Regions from separate parts of the Gossypium arboreum genome. Here region 2 is linked to region 1. Evidence: chromatin contacts called from public Hi-C data. All regions are on one chromosome and are shown on one strand. Each heading gives the region's core, a stretch centred on a gene start, on an enhancer-like site or on the middle of the called end of the contact. The rest is flanking DNA. Distances are from core to core; before and after follow the strand shown.

Region 1 (5,223 bases), core at 935-3,434:
ATTTCTGAAATTCTGATACCAAATTATACAAGTTACAAACTAAACCAGATCTGAAATGAGAGAAGAACTCAACACTATTTTGTTGCGGTACTAAGACAAATGATCATGTTACTTGAAAATGAAGTAAGTAATTGAATGAGGCAATCACTGAGTTGAAAACAAATTTATGTAAAGAAAAAGCCCAAATTCCAAAATTTAAGAGGAGTTTCAAACATTCAAATTCTCAAGAAATCACCTATTAAGTCTTCTGGTAGTTTAAGTTAGAAAAATACACAGGATAGAAAGCAAAAGGCGAAAAGATAATTGATCTGTGCAAAAGGGAAATAAATGAGAAAATAGCAAGTCAAAATTGTAATAAAGCATGGGATTAAAATTTGCATGTCAGAATATCATTTCATGTTATTAGTATTACCACGTAAGGCTGCACTGCTATAAAGAACAATGCCCACAATTGGGATCAATTCAACTAAATAAAGAAGTTTTAATATTCAATGCATCATTATGAGTAATTCATACCTGATCAGCAGGCCAGTTGTAAACCATAGACATCATTTCTCCCCGATCTTCTGCACTAAAGTACATTCCTCGAGGCCTTCTAAACAGACCACTATAGTTCTGGCAAACAAGACCGACAGTTGGAGTATAAACAATAGGAGCATATTCCTCGATGTTGGCAATTAGAACCTGTCAAAGTTAAAATAAATGATGCTTCAGGTATATCATCAAGAAGATGTCATACACACACTGCTTTACAAAATACATACTCTACAAGATGTGTCAAAAAAATTATATGCACATGCAAATTCACTAACAAGATGTCATGGTAATTCTTACTCGTAACACCTTTAGGCTGATTTCATGTAAGACTGTCAGAAAGATGGACATATCACAACCAGGAAGTTAAATAATTAACTGGACAAGATAATGGAGTCATTGGAAAAATGGACGCGACATGAAACTCGGAGGAAAACAGAAGAGAGATACTAAGTAAATAATTAGTACAACGGAAATTTAACTGAATTATTCCTTAAGATGCTGCATCAAGTAGGTGAAATGGCCATTCTGGTGGTAAACGGTAATTGGTAGACTGTTATCATTAGAAAAGAAGTTTACTACATACCCTGAACTCAAACCACGACATATTGATTAGATTAGCATTAGATGGAAGAAGGGGAAGCTTAAAACTAGCTTGAAAAGCATTACAGAGATCCCAATAAAGCAGATAAAATGAATTGTACCTTGTAGTACATAGTCTCATTTCTGTCATGCAAGCGATTAAGTATCCGCCACTTGGCAAGCGCATTTGGATCAGATGGTCCATCTCTAGCTTGCACTTCAAGCCTCTTCAAATCAACCACTGGTAATTAATCAATTAAAAGGCAAAAAATAAAAATGAAAATCATGGAGATTCAAATTACAATTATCATAGATAAAAAAGCTTTGTTTGATCAATACAAAAACTTACTGAAGCGTTCAATTTGCTGTTCGGAAGACATTACATTTGGAGGAAGCAGGCCACGAAGATCCAGACGATCTCGTTCCGTCATGGAAAATGCTGTTCCCTAACATTTAAACATTTGAAAGGGTTAAAAGCTATGAAGTTTGAAGCTAAACGAAGCACAAAAACCAGAGAATAATGGAAATGATTGACATTGAGGGAAGCCCAAGAACAGGGCCGTAGTAATGGAACTGAAAAAGAAGTAATACCTTGTTGAACCATGGATCGTGGAGGATATCGAGGCTGCGCTTGTGGACAAGGGTAGGTCGGTGGCCCTCGGCGGTGGTGAAACATCTAGGGCGAGTGACAGCAGTTGGATTGATGAGGCTTCGTTTAAGGCGTCTCATCAGAGACGAGGCTGCTCTCGTCTGATTGTAAAAGTTAGACATGTTTTTATGCTCCTGCTTTTGTCCAGCAAACACTTAACTCTGAAACAACAACAGCGCCAATAGTGGAAGAAGAAGACGCGATCTGGTGGGAGTGAAAAGTGGAGGATGGAGCTTAGCTGTCTCAATTTTCCATCAATTCGATTTTTTTATCACAAAAAATTACAAATAAACAATTTTCAGAATTAATTTTTTATTATCTAGATAAAAAAAAAAAAGCCCCCATAATCAGAGGCTTCAATGCCAAATTCTTATCCATAGCCCATTTACAACCACGTCTTACAGTTCAGTGTTAGACTATGGCCCAAACTATTGCCATTAAAGATGAAAACGATAATTACAAAGAAAAGAAATAGGAAGGGAGGCAGACAGCAGCCAAACTACTCCTTGACAACTGACAAGGTGAACGAAACAAGAAAGATTTTCTTTAAAAGGGTTATCAAATGTCTGTGAGTGGGGAAGTCCTAGAGGCATAGTAAAACTATAGAGAGAAACAAGCCAACCTATGCTTTATTCTTATTGCCCCTCTGGTCAGGCATTCCATTCTCTATTTTGACGCCACCCAGCAAAAACACCATCTCCCCTCTTAACTTTATTTAGAGTAAATTTTTCTGCTCTTATTCACTTCTATGTCAAAATCTTGTCTTTATGCTTCATTTAACCTTTTTGCGTGATTTTTCCATCTGGGTTTTTCTTTTCATTGCTGAAATACCATTTCTTTTTTGTTTGTAAAACCCCCAGTTTTTGGCTGAGATTAGGGCTTTTTTCCTCTCAAGTTGTTTCCCACTTATATTCTTGATTGCGGCATTTGATGCTCTGCGCTGGACCTAATTCATGGATATAATTTGTTTGGAATCCTTGTGTGACTTCGCATATATTCTTTTCATGTGGATTACTGATTAATAATGTTTTGATAAATATGAAGTAGCTTTAGTGCATAAAATAAAGGTTGCTGCTTATTTATCTAGGAAAAGGTGGAGCTGTGTGTCTTGCAGATGTGAATTCTATTTCTGATGTTTAATGAAGGAAAACATGGAGGATGGGGAGATAGAGCTTTCAGACCATGTCCTACTATCAAACACTGTTCCATCCACCAATTTTCAGGATTCAACATCCGTAGATTTAATCATTGATGAATACTTGAAGAATACCAGAACATGTTCTCACACTCACACTTGTAATCCACCGGGCCCTGATGTTGCACATTCACATACATGCTACCATACGCATACCCAACTTCTTACATCTGAAGATGATGATTACCACAACAATAAAGCCCGCTCTGGTTTGAATTTGAAACCAAGAAGGTCTTTGGGGAACAGAGAAGCAGTTCGGAAATATAGAGAGAAAAAGAAGGCACACACTGCTTATCTTGAAGAGGAAGTGAAGAAATTGCGATCACTGAACCAGCAACTTGTTAGAAAATTACAAGGACAGACCATCCTTGAAGCAGAGGTTTTGAGGCTGCGAAGCCTTTTGGTAGGCATTAGAGCAAAGGTTGATAGCGAGTTGGGTGTTTTCCCCTTCCACAAACAGTGTGCCAATGCCACTATTTTGAAGGAAGGTGATTGCGGGGTGCAGTCCATTGGTGATACAATTAGTCTACAATGTCAGACCGATTTGCCATGCTTCCATCCACATCCAGGTTCATCATCATCACATGCAAGCATTGGTGGAAGTGAGAAAGTGAGCATATCCTTGGAAGGAAATTGTCAGCCTGCAATTGTGAACTGTCAAGCTAATGATCATAATTCAAATGACCAGTGTTGAAGGTCATCCAAATGAAAACAGCTGAACCCTGGTGTCATCTCATGTGCATTTCAAGCTGGAGAACAAGTGCAAGGAAAGAAACCATTTGTAAGTTGCCCTATACTTGATCTTGAGGTAGTGTAAAAGTCTGTCCAAGTCTATTACAGCATGCTCGTCGAGCAAACCAAATATTACATATAGACTCTGGTATATATATACAGAATAACGACAATATAAGGAGTGTATATCAGGTTATGTATGTTAGGCGAATAGAAGTTTAATCTGACAGAACCATGTGCTCTAGACATATTTTATATTATCTTGTCTTGATCTCTAAGTGGCTTATATGATTCTAGTACTAGCATGTAAATAGAATCGTCCTCTTGCAGCTTTACCTATATATTTGTAGGAATTTAAAATGATTCAACTGCTGCTCATATGGAGTCACATGTAATTGATTCATTTAAATACTATCTTCCCTGCTTGCCGGATGGATGTTTACTTCTTGTTAATAGGTCTTAACAGTTAAATATCTATATGTATGTATGCAACATAAGTTGTTGCCACATGACATACAATGAACGTAAACTTCGTAGTTTTATTTTAGTGTTATATTTTATATGTTTACAATATTATTATAGATTTATCATTATAAATTTGTATGATTTTTTATCAGTTAATAATTTGTTTTATGTATACTTTTACGTATTTATTTATCCATATTTAATGCATTTTATTATTTCTTTTATTATGTTTGTTTAATATATCAATTTATTTAATGTTTCACATTATAATTTTGTATTGTTATCCGGTGCACTACGGTGGAGAATAAAATTACCCCGACTAGGATCATAATGGTGACAAGTGTTTCCTTTATTTAACTTTTTGGGTAAATCATTTGTGTCCCTATTTTGGTTAACCATTTTAAAAATTTGTAATTTTACTCATTTTCGTTAGATAAATCGTCAATAATCACTTTATTGTTATATGTCTTGGTCATTAAAGGAAATGCTGATGTGATAGCTTTGAAATTGGTATAATAATAAATTTAATCTTTTAACATTTTGTATATTTTGTCAATTTGATTTTAATTTTAAAAGTTTAACAAATTCAACTTTTAATATTTGCATTTTATCAATTTAATCCAAATTCTAAATATTCAAAAAATTTATAATTTTGAAAACTTGAAAATATATATTATTTATTATAAAAGGTCATAAAAGTATAAAATTTTAAAATATATATGATGTATGTTTTGATGGAAAAATTTCCTTATGCTTACATATAACAAACAAAAAAATCTTCTCTTTTCTTTTTTTTTTTTTTAATTCTGTTCTTCCGTTTAAACCCGAACCTTCAAGTACCCTAAATCCATTTCTTAATATGAAGACCTTTTCAATTTCTTCAAAAGCCTCTCTTCGATTAGCAAAGAATCGGTAAGTCAAATATTATTTTAATCTCCATTTATAGTTTGAAACTTTCAATTTCTTCAAAATAATCCTTTTCGATTAGCACGTTTTATAACTTCAAAATAATTCTGGGGAAGATAAGAGTTTCAAACAAAATAGGTCTTGGGTTTTCTACTTTGTT
Region 2 (5,223 bases), core at 692-3,191, 130 kb after region 1:
CCGAAAATGATTTTTTATTATATTTTAAATTGGATTAACATTTGGTTACATGTATAAATACTTTTATGTTGATTGATTGACATGTCGTTGCTCCGGCGATCGAGTCGTGTAAGGGGTGTTACGCATTAGGTAATCAATGAGCCAATATTTGTTTACATTTTGCTTTGCATGCAAAAATCATTAGGGACATATACAAATGATATTAATGTATAATGGAATTTTATTTAAACCAATCTATTCAAAAAATTACAAGTATAAATTGACGAATATGCTGAACTTAGGGCACTAGATCTTAACAATAATTTCCCCATATATGCTCAGCTCAGTTGGCAGCCTTAGATCTGGACCCAATTTGTATGCTCTGCCATCCAATATCGATCTTTCCCCCTCAGATCTATCCTCCAAAGTCGATTGATGTTCTAGGCATCTCTTGGAATATATTAGATGAGCTCGAACTATCGTTTCACCCAAATAAGGTGTCGCCACTCCACAATGTGGAAAGAAGTGATTGCTATTTGCACTCTGGATAACACATTATATTGTAAAACAATCATCAATAAGGTGGCAACACCTCATTCTCCAGGTATAACATCAATTGGAACTATAAAAATATACAATTATTGATTATTTGTTAACATATATATTGAATTTCATTGAATGTCAATACAACATCAACATACATTCTCATCGACTTGTTGATCGATTTCTCAATGCATCCATATCAAGTCTCTCCTATAGTAGGTGTGGTCCAACCAATCGCTAAACTTGTTCCAATATTGAATAAAATTGGGAAAGGATTTAACTGGTTGTACTAAAACACATATTAAGATATTTTATCGTATGATATTTTTACCTTCTAATAAGAGAGAACTCCCACGTCTAGTAAGAGATGGGCATTAACCACAATGTTTGTATCTAAAACTATGTTTGCAATAGCAAGCAAAATCCGTTTACTTTGTTGATTAGTTTATGGACTACCTTATATAAATAAGCCAAGGTAGTAGAACCCCAACTGACCAGTCTCTCGACCGCCTTAAAATTGTTTGGTAGAGGAAAATACATTAAATGGAATTTATTGCAAGACTTGTCTGGAAACAACATCCCTCCAACCATCCAAAGCATCAAAGTCTTGGTATATCAATCTATCTCCTCCATGGTTACGTGTGAAAGAGGGGTCAGTTTGACAAGGTTATTCAACCATGTGCACTTCATTCGGCACCTATCTAAATTCTTCTATAGTATCTCCCTCGACAACATAGCACCCAACAATCAACAACACTCGTACATTGTGTTGATGCCACTAAGTTTGGTCACCCCATCCTTGTCGATAAGAAGGTCGGTTATTAAAATGACATCTTTAAGACTAATGATTGCTTCCTTACATGGAAATGGAAACTAAATGTCTATAGCCTACATCTTTCCATCGAGGCAGCCACCAACTCCGAATTGATATTGAACTTCACCGTCGAAATTGCCACATGTAAACTGTCATCCCTCAAGTGTTCTACTATCCAACCATTGGGCTTTGAGAATCTTAAATTATGTCGAATTTGAAGAACTCGATCTTGCGGATGTTGAAAATAGCACAAAAAGAATACTATTAAATTTTGAAAAATCTTAAAAATATTTCTACGCAAATTAAAAATTAAAACAATTTTTTTGGCCATCAAACAAAATTTAGTTGAACACTTTACCATATTAACGACTTAGTTGGCAATGTGTTCGACTATTTTTCCTATAGAAAAATTGTAAGAAATAACAAGTTTGTTGGAGAGTCCAAGTGTGCAGATATTTAAAAAAAAAAAAACTTATTTTAAGATATAATTTCTGGCACATATAATAAATAATATAGAATTCCATAATAATAAGTGAATGAAAAAAAGGGATTAATATCATATGATGATTGTGAAAGGACCCCATTAATGGCATGACATAACATGTAACAACCTTCCTTCTACTCAGACTCTAATCAATTATCAAACCCAGGTTTTGACTCTCTCCTCTAAGCTATCCCACCTTCCACACTTATATTATATTTACCATTCCTTTTCTTTATGAATATCAATTAATTAATTTAAAGGCCAAAAGAAGAAATACAATGAATTTGCAGGAGAGTGGTTGCTTTGATCCCCAGTACTCCATGACACATTGGCATGCACTCATGGTCATGGGGGGGCTGTCTAGCCCTGATGGCACTACCACCCAAACTCACGACATTTTGGAAGACAATCTCAATCTCTCTTCTTACAACCATCACCAGCTTGAAGAAGAAGATGCCTCCACCGCTGTTCAAATGGAAATCCAACAGCATCATTTGCTTGACACCACCACCACCAATTCCCATTTCATCCCTCCGGAGCTTTCCTATGAACAATCCAACCAGGATGCGGCTGACCACCAAAGTTTCAATATGTTGCTATCTTCTTCATCCCCAAAAGCTGCTTACCCTCCCACACCTGACCTTCTCAACCTTTTCCATTTACCACCTAAATGCTCTTTTCTCCCCAATTCCTCCATTTCCTTCGAAAGCGCCTCTGCCTCCTCTGTTGTCTGTGACCCACTTTTCCATCTTAACCTCACTCCTCAGCCTCCTGTCTTCAGGGAGTTGCTGCAATCTCTGCCGCATGGATACACCTTGCCAGCTGATGAGAAAGAGCTTTATCATGATGGGGACAATGGGATTCTCGAGTTCACTAGGGACATCTCTATGGTTGCCCATTCCAAAGGCAGAGATAAAGCTGGCAAAACCACCAAACACTTTGCAACGGAGAGAGAAAGGAGAGTTCATCTCAATGACAAGTTCCAGGCTTTGAGGACAATGGTCCCTAGCCCCACTAAGGTACGTACATTTAACCACTTTTATAACTTGTCTTTCTTTCTTCAATGATAAGGACTAAAAAAAAATTTCATCCTTTTGGTGCTTTTTATGTTTGTTTGGCGTTGGGAAACACATTTTCATCGCTTACAACCAAGAATGATAGGGCGTCTATAGTAGGAGATGCTATAGATTACATCAAAGAGCTTCTTAGAACTGTTCGTGAGCTTAAATTAGTGGTGGAGAAAAAGAGGTGCGGCCAAGACAGAAGCAAGAGGCTTAAGACCGAAGAGACAGCTACTGCTGCTGATGCAGGGGATGGCGAGTGCAAGCTTCTAGGTCTAGGTGATCCAGACCAATGCTATAACACTTGCTTGAGGAGCTCTTGGCTTCAGAGGAAGTCCAAGAATTCTGAGGTTGATGTACGCGTTATTGATGATGAAGTTACAATCAAACTTGTTCAAAGAAAGAAGATCAACTGCTTGCTGTTTGTGTCCAGACTCCTCGATGAGCTTCAGTTGGATCTCCACCATGTTGCCGGTGGCAACATTGGTGACTACTACAGCTTTCTCTTCAACACCAAGGTAATTACTACCTTATTATATTGCTTTTGACATTTTGAACATATTAGTATTTTTACAGTAATTAATTCCACTTGATGCAGATATATGAAGGCTCTTCTGTTTATGCAAGTGCCATAGCCAACAACCTCATTAATGTGGTGGATAAGCAGGATGCAGCTGCTGCTCCACCAACCAGTAGCACTTGTCTCTAGTTTTTCAGTGAAGGAAGAGTTTCATATTTATGTCTATGTTTTCTAGGGAAATGAAGTAGCTTCAATTGTTCGGTTATCATCACATATTACTTTGATTATTACTATTAAGGATTTGATAATGCTATTTTATTGTCAGCAATCAGCAGCACTGAAAAATATATATGCAGTGGATGTGGTTATATTAGTAACGAAATTTGTTGTGATGGCTACTGCTTAGTTTCCTTTCCTCCGACATGGATTATTACACTTAGGATCTTCGCTTGAGAAATTAACAGAAAGAAATAAAACACGAGATAAATATTAGACAAACTTTAATCTAAACTATCTAATCTGTGTAAGCAACCAGTTGTAGAAGTGAGGATGTTTATCATTGATGTATTAAAATTGGGTCTCTTTGTTTTTGGGTTTCTGAGTTTCATTCAAATGAAATGCCATTGGGTGGTGAAGTGGATGCTAGTGGCGATTTTTTCCCCTGCAGTACCTTCAGAATTGCAGAGGTGCCTGCAAGCAACAGATATTACTGAATTTGACTGATAACTGAACATGCAGGTGTATGGGTTAACAATGAGAAGAACCATGACAAGCTGTGATGGAGTTGAACAAAGAATTTTGCTTTGTTACTTGATTATAAAATTTGGTTTTTAATTTTTTTCATATGCATTCTTGGGCTTTTACCCCCAAAAATGCATTATTGGGCTGTTTTTCCTCCCAATGAACTACAGATCAACATGATAGACGGAAAGTACTGATCCACTTGAAAGCTGGTTGCAAATTGCATCATCGTCCTTATAGGAGTGGATTTAGGTAGGTGATCCATTTTATTCTCGGATTACAATGAGATGACTTTTCAAATCTACACATAGTGTCATCATAACCCAAAGAAGATTTTTACTGTATAGTTTACCTAGACTGTTAATAAGTGAACCAAATATCCTCCTACAAGTATGGGTTGCCCCGTTTAGTGAAAATTTGGTATTTTCAGGTCGGTCCAATGAACCAGGCACCATTTTAAGATCGCGTAAGAACTGAAAACACCAAGAACCAAAGCCGAATGCTTTCCCTTTACAGTTCATTGAGTCCTCAATGATCATTGAAAGTAGGACTGAGTCTTACATGCTACTCCTATTCCATTGACTACTTGATTGGGATATGTCCATCATGTATCAATCTTTGTTCCTTGGCCTAATTCTTGGGTTCTGATTGATGACAACTGGAGTTGTTTTTTGTTTCTTACAAAATTAGATTATTATAGTTGTAGTTCCAAGATTATTTCTGATCACTACTTCACTACCCTAGTTGTCAATGAAATGTTTGATTGTAAATGATTTTTTTTTCTACCTTTAAACTAGATTTTCAAGGAGCATGTGGGACTGTCACTGTAGATGGCTATATCAAAGTCAGATATATTTTTATGCAAACACAATTAAGAGTGAGCATTCAATCGAATCGAATTAAATCGAATGAAAAATTTTAAGTTAATCGAGTTGACGAATCATATTTTATCATCCTAATTTGATTTGAAATTTTCTCGAATCGAGTCGAGTGAGATGAAATTCGAATCGAATCGAATCGAATATATTTGTTTGAGTTAAATTTTAAAAAATAATTTTGAGTCATTGTAACCAATGTCACT

What was found. A called contact is a pair of places that touch in the nucleus more often than the background predicts.
Region 2: a contact with region 1 is called in a Hi-C map of leaf, with 4 times the contacts expected there. The contact joins the promoter of LOC108459996 here to the promoter of LOC108460249 in region 1. A contact is called at or near these places in 2 of 5 Hi-C or Micro-C datasets (both in leaf).

What each region holds. Positions count from the first base shown.
Region 1 is chr4:21,359,491-21,364,713 of ASM2569848v2, forward strand. LOC108460249 (NAD-dependent malic enzyme 62 kDa isoform, mitochondrial) reads right to left here and starts at 2,185. Exons shown (of 19, transcript XM_017759679.2): 1 at 1,708-2,185; 2 at 1,466-1,562; 3 at 1,239-1,357; 4 at 517-684. The coding sequence starts at 1,887. It overlaps LOC108460250 (basic leucine zipper 24-like), which reads left to right and starts at 2,179. Exons shown (of 2, transcript XM_017759680.2): 1 at 2,179-2,286; 2 at 2,911-4,305. The coding sequence starts at 2,209. The coding sequence ends at 3,654.
Region 2 is chr4:21,488,686-21,493,908 of ASM2569848v2, forward strand. LOC108459996 (transcription factor bHLH91-like) reads left to right here and starts at 1,942. Exons shown (of 3, transcript XM_017759382.2): 1 at 1,942-2,839; 2 at 2,974-3,399; 3 at 3,480-3,783. The coding sequence starts at 2,099. The coding sequence ends at 3,590.